Regions from separate parts of the Sus scrofa genome. Here region 1 is linked to region 2. The links are chromatin contacts, called in public HiChIP or PLAC-seq maps. All regions are on one chromosome and are shown on one strand. Each heading gives the region's core, a stretch centred on a gene start, on an enhancer-like site or on the middle of the called end of the contact. The rest is flanking DNA. Distances are from core to core; before and after follow the strand shown.

The links. HiChIP or PLAC-seq counts read pairs in DNA pulled down with a chosen protein or histone mark.
Region 1: an H3K27ac HiChIP or PLAC-seq map of alveolar macrophages shows a contact between it and region 2. The contact joins the promoter of KSR1 here to the enhancer-like site in region 2. A contact is called at or near these places in 1 of 5 promoter capture datasets (liver), 18 of 47 Hi-C or Micro-C datasets (alveolar macrophages, blood, embryonic fibroblasts and 9 more) and 2 of 2 datasets of contacts at active chromatin or transcription factors (alveolar macrophages and skeletal muscle).

What each region holds. Positions count from the first base shown.
Region 1 is chr12:43,925,575-43,928,594 of Sscrofa11.1, forward strand. It overlaps KSR1 (kinase suppressor of Ras 1), which reads left to right and starts at 1,648. Exons shown (of 19, transcript XM_021067472.1): 1 at 1,648-2,352.
Region 2 is chr12:43,628,322-43,631,476 of Sscrofa11.1, forward strand. All of the region lies in intron 21 of NF1 (neurofibromin), which reads right to left. Among named protein-coding and RNA genes, the nearest start is that of OMG, 61 kb to the left of the region's middle. Within about 2 kb of position 1,745, at least 1 of the 83 cell types and tissues checked has an H3K27ac peak or open chromatin away from gene starts, as enhancers often do. A contact at or near this core is called in alveolar macrophages, where this site is marked.

The DNA.
Region 1 (3,020 bases), core at 398-2,897, 300 kb after region 2:
TTATTTCACTTAGCTTCATGTCTTCAAGGTTCGTCTATGTTGTATTATGTGTCAGAATTTCCTTCCTTTTTTTTGGGGGGGGGCAGCACCCTAAGCATGTGAAAGTTCCCAGGCCAGGGATCAAATCCAAACTGCAGCTGTGACCTATGCCACAGCTGCTGCAAGGCTGGATCCGCCACAGTGGGAACTGCAGAATTTCCTTCCTTTTTAAGTCTAAATAATATTCCATTGTATTTATACTCCACATTTTGTTATCCTTTCAGTCAATCGATACTTGGATTTCTTCTGCCTTTTAGCTGCTGTGAATAAAGCTGCTATGAACATGGGAGTACAAATATCTCTTCAAGTATCTGCTTTCAATTCTTTCTGGTATATATGCAGAAATAGAATCACTGGATCATATTCCTCATTTTGAGCAACCACCATATACTGTTTTTGACAGCAGCCACACCATTTTGCGTCCCCGCCAACAGTGCACAAGTGTTCCAGTTTCTCCACATCCTTTTCAACACTTCAGATGACTTGGTGTTCCATAATAGCTATCCTAATGGGTGAAGTGGTATCTCATTGCGGTTTTGATTTGCATTTCTTTAAAGATTAGCGATATCGGGTATGTTTTCTTGGGCTTATGGGCCATTCCTGGATCTTCTTTGGAGAAATGTCTATTCAAATCCTTTGCCCGTTTAAAAATCCTGTGGCGTGTTTTTTGGTTGTTGGTTCATAGGAGTTCTTTATATATTCTGGATAGCGACCCCTTATCGTGTAGAGTTTGCAAGTATTTTCTCCTGACCTGTGGGCGGCCTCTTCACTCTGTTATTTGTGCCCTTTGATGTACATCATGGAGGAGATTTTTAAGTGTTGGTAGAAGTCAGCCAGTTTGGGCAGCAGTGAAATGAGGGGAAGGTATTTCCATCAAAGGAAACAGCCAGTGTAAACACACAGAAGAAAGAAATAGCAAAGAGCAAGTAGTTGAGTCTTGCTAGAGCATGTGTGCAGGAGGTAGGAAGTGGAGAGAGGTGAGGCTGGACACACAGAACAATAGGCCAGCTAAGTGGCTTGGGTCGTGGTCCCAGGACTCCTGCCTCAGCATCAGCTACTAGGAGTTTGTTAAAAATGCACTGCTGTTGCCCCAGCCCTGACCTACTCTGGTGGGGGGCCTGGAGATCTGGGTTTTAACCAGCCCATGGGATTATTCTGATCTTCCGTCAAGTTTGAGCACTATTCCAGGGACAATGGGGAGCCACTAGGGGGCCGGGCTAGGCCGATGGAAAGATGACCTGCCGGTTCTTCAGGTTGGGGCGCCCCCATATGGCTTTACCCCATCGTCCTCCAGCCACCCCACCCGGCTGCCTCCAACTGCCCTCCCGCCCCCAGCTATCCCCCCCGGAGTGTGAGGCTTTCTGCTGGGTTGGGGTCAGGGGTCACGGAGGGGGCCCGCGCTGCTGCAGCCAGGCCCACATTCCTCTCACTTCCCGCCATTGTCCCGGGTTCCTGTGGCCGCGACTCCTCACTGGCCCGGCCGCCCTAAGGCCCCCGGGGGGTGATGACTCATTTCCTTTCTCCCGAGTGACATAATCCAGTGCCCAGCTCAGCAGACCTGGATCTCGGGCCGCTGGGAGCTTCCCGGCCGGCAGGGGGCGGCCGAGCCCGCCTTCCCCGGACGCGCGAGCAGAGCCGGAGCCCGCTTCCCTGGCCGCCCTCCACCCCCACCCCCGGGACCCCCTTCCCTGGCTGATGAGGAGCAGGGGAAGCAGAACAAGACCTCTGACCTTGCTCTTGCCTACCCTCTGCCCGAAATCAGACCCCGAACGGTCACAGATGGGGAAATCCGGACCTGGGAGAGGGGTGTGTTTTGACAAGGCAGAGCAGCCCATCCTGAGAGGCGCGGGACTGGAACTCAGCACTCTGGGCCCCCCAGGCCCGTGATTTTCCCTGCAGACACGCAGGTATTAATTTTTCCCTCCTCGCTGCCAACCTGCTCCCCCGTGATGTTTCCAGTACAAGGTTTGCAGACAATAATATTTCCCAGATTCGGATCATTTCTGGGCCCTGAAACAGTGTCACCCCCTGGAAGCTACAGAAGCTGAGGGCTCCACTTGCTTCCCAGGTGGAGCCTGAAGTTACTGGGTGGTGACCCAGCCCCAGCGTGGACTGAGCACCCAGCTGACTGGCTTTGCAAGGAGGTGTCCCTCTGCGCCCAGTGCCGGCCCCTCTGGATGGGTGCCTCTCTCCTCTGCTTTCCCTCCAGGCTCCCAGGAGGCAGGGAGACTCATTCCAGTAAAATACCTCCCCTTCCCCCCACGGCTGACGTGGCGAAAGGACGCAGGAAATGATGGTCATTATTATTACCAGGTAAGGTACCTTATCTTGTTGCCTCAATTTCCTCACCTGTAAACTGGGTGTATAATAACGTACAGAGTTATTGTGAGGATTAAATGAGTTCGGACTCAGAAGATGCTTATAGCAGAGCTTGGCGTCTGATAAGCACTAGAGACTCTTCCAGAATTTGGGCTCCATGAAGGCAGAGATTCTGTCTGTTGTCTTTCTTTGGGCACTGCTGTATCTCTAACATCTAGAAAACTGTCTGGTGAAAACTAGGAACCCAGGAAATACTTGTTGAATGAATTGAATGAATGAATGAATGAGTGAATTTTAGCCATTACTATTGCCTAGGCTGATTTTACTCTAGGATCTAGGCCTGTCAGAGCAGGCCTGAAGGATTAAAGGGGAAGATTTTTTTCTTTTTTGTAATTTATTTTATTGAGATATAGTTTATTTACGATGCTGTATTCATTTTTGCTGTACAGCAAAGTGATCGAGTTATATGTGTATATATTCTTTTTCACGTTCTTTTCCATTATGGTTTATCACAGGATATTCAGTGTAGTTCTCTGTGCTGTGTAGTAGGGCGTTGTCATTTATCCATTCTATATATAATAGTTCGCATCTGCTAGTCCCAACTTCCCAATTTCCCCCTCTCTACCCCTCCTTCCCCTCGGCAACCACAAATCTGTTCTCTA
Region 2 (3,155 bases), core at 495-2,994:
TTACCACTGTTTTGCTGGGTTTTGTTTTGTTGTTTGTTTTTTGTCTTTTTAGGGCAACACCCATGGCATACAGAGGTTCCCCAGCTAGGGGTTGAATCAGAGCTGTAACCACTGACCTACACCACAGTAACACAGGATCTGAGCCACATCTGCGACTTACATCACAGCTCGTGGCAATGCCAGATCCTTAACCCACTGAGTGAGGTCAAGGATCGAACCTGCATCCTTATGGATACTAGTCAGATTTGTTTCTGCTGAGCCACAATGGGAATGCCTATTTTGCTTTTTTTTTTTTTTCCAGTACTTTTTGGCACTTTTCTTGATTAGATCCTCTCCAACAGAAACAGAGGAATAATAGTAACACTTATTATTTTTTTGATTCTAGAAATACGGTGGTGATTATACTGTTTCCAAATTTTAGTTGAATGTTCTTAAACTTTGTCATAGTATAATATGAGAAGTTAAATAAGTGAAGTTAAACTGAAGCTGAAACATAAATATTATAAGGTTTGTTCTTTCATTTGTGGGATCTTCTGTTTCATTCATTCATTTGCCACACCCATGGCATGTGGAAGTTCCCAGGCCAGGGATCAAACATGCGCCACAGCAAGGACAATGCCGAATTCCTAACTGCTAGGCCGCTAGGAAACTCCCGTGTCTGACTTTCAGAGTGCATAAAGAATTAGGTTAGCGTTTTTCTTCTAGTTTTAATTCTGCTGTATATTTATATACCTCTTATCGGGGCTCAAATGTTTCTTGATTTTCCACAAGTTTCTTGATTTTCAGTTCCACAATTTCAGGTTTCCCTTGTCATATATTGCTTTGATAATGTTCCATTCTTTGACATAGTGAATTCCATTATCAGCTGAAAATATATTATACTATATATTTTCAGCTTACCTTTTTGCCCAGGCCTGATATAAATGTCTAACTTTATTGAATATTTAAGTGCTTCAAAATATTTTATCTCTAACTGAATTAGAAAAAATAGGTACAATATTTTATTTCTTACTTTTGGTCTTTAAAGGGCTATAATTTGACTATCACAACAGAAAAATTGCTTTTCACGTAGATATAAGAAACCACTAATAGATCCCTGTTAGTAGATCAATTTCCTCATTCGGTATATATTTTTCAAAAGGAATATTTTTAATGGATGGATGATAATTCACCTCTATAGTATAAATACCTCTATAGTAGTTCATTTCAAAATGTTGTCTTTCAAAAGTCTTTGTGAAACTACCAGTTTTTAATGTAGTGGTATCAGTTTATATTCGCCATATGTGCATTTGCATACCTTGTGACCCAGCAATCCCATCCTTAAGTGTGTACCTTACAGAAATAGATCCCTAGGTCAGCAAAAGACACATTCAAAAATGTTCATAACAGCACTGTTCAAAATAACTAGTCTCGGAGTGCCCGTTGTGGCACAGTGCAAACAAATCCAACTAGGAACCATGAGGCTGCAGTTCGATCCCTGGCCCTGCTCAGTGGCTTAAGGATGTGGCATTGCCATGAGCTATGGTGTAGGTTGCAGATGCGGCTCAGATCTCGTGTTGCTGTGGCTGTGGTGTAGGCTGGCAGTTATAGCTCCAATTAGACCCCCTAGCCTGGGAACCTCCATATGACGCCGGTGTGTTCCCAAAAAGCAAAAAAAAAAAAAAAAAAAAAGGTCTCTGTATGGCTATCCAATGCCAAAAAAGGAAGAGAAAGGAAAACTAAATTGAGGACTGTTGAATGAAGTAATATATTGCAACAACAATGAATGAACTACAACTGCACAGAATAGTGTGGCTAAATCTCACTAATATTATGTTGAGTGAAAGAAGACAGATATTAAGAATATGTTTCTATAGCTTCATTTATATAAGTTTAACAATAGGAAAATGATTGTATTCAGTTGATGGCTACCCTTAGTTGTTAATGACTGGAAAGGGCAAATGAAAAGTTCTGGGACGCTGGTAATGATTTCTTTTTTTATGTGGGTGTTGGCTGCACAGGTATGTTTGCCTCCTAATATTTTGCACTGTCATTTCAATTTACACATATTTTTGTATGTGTATTACACTTCAATTTTAAAAAACTATACAAAGATGCAAAAAATTTAAAAAGTAAAAAAATCCAAACTTAAGATTAAAGCATACACATTTTTAAAGAGAAACCACATATTTTTGGCACAGACTAATATAATCAATCAAGAATATCAAATTCCTTTAAAAACTTTGATTTACTTGAATGAACCTTGCCAACACTATGCCAAGTAAAAGAAACCAGTCACTAGAGACGACATATTGTGTGATTCTATTTATGAGAAATGTCCAGAATAGGCTACTGAAACATAAAGTAAAATAGTGACTGCCTAGGGCTGGGGGCAAGGGTGTGGGAGGAAGGTTAAGGATGATAGCTAAAGAGTGTAGGCTTTGATTAAACTGTGGTGATGGATGCACATTCTGTGAATATACTAAAAAACCACTGAATCATACACTTTAAACAAATGAATTATATGGTATGTGAATTATATATCAATAAAACAATTATCAAAAAAAAATTCTTTCATTCTAAAGCTACATGCCCTCTCCAAATAATATTAGGTACAGACTTTTGCTTCAAAAAACACAACTTTTTTTTCTTGTTCTTATTAACCAGGACAAGAAAAAAAGGGAATCTAATGAGTTTTTCTAAAATACCTAATAATAAGAACAATGTGGGCATTACAAATCAAACATACACAAATATCAATTAATTATTAATTTCCAGGGTAACTGATGATAAGAGTTGATAAATAAAATGTCCAAACTTTAAAACTTTATTTAACATGTGGATTCAATCTTCTGGCCACCAGATCTCTTAATTAGAGTATCTAATAAAATAGTAAAATATATTATTTCAATTTTATTTTTCTCTACCTCTACTGTCCCTTTCCTAAAAATTCCATGAAATGCTCTGATGGCGAAAGAAAAAGAAAAGAGGGGAAAGGAATGGTCTCTACCATAAATCATCTCTAGCTCAGAGGTGCCCAACATTTCTGTAATGATGAAAGCATTTTCTACCTGTGTTATCCATAGCAGTCAATTTCCACATGTGGCTATTTTAGGACAAAGAAACTGAATTTTAATCATATTTAATGTTAATTAAGTTAAATTTTAATTTGACTA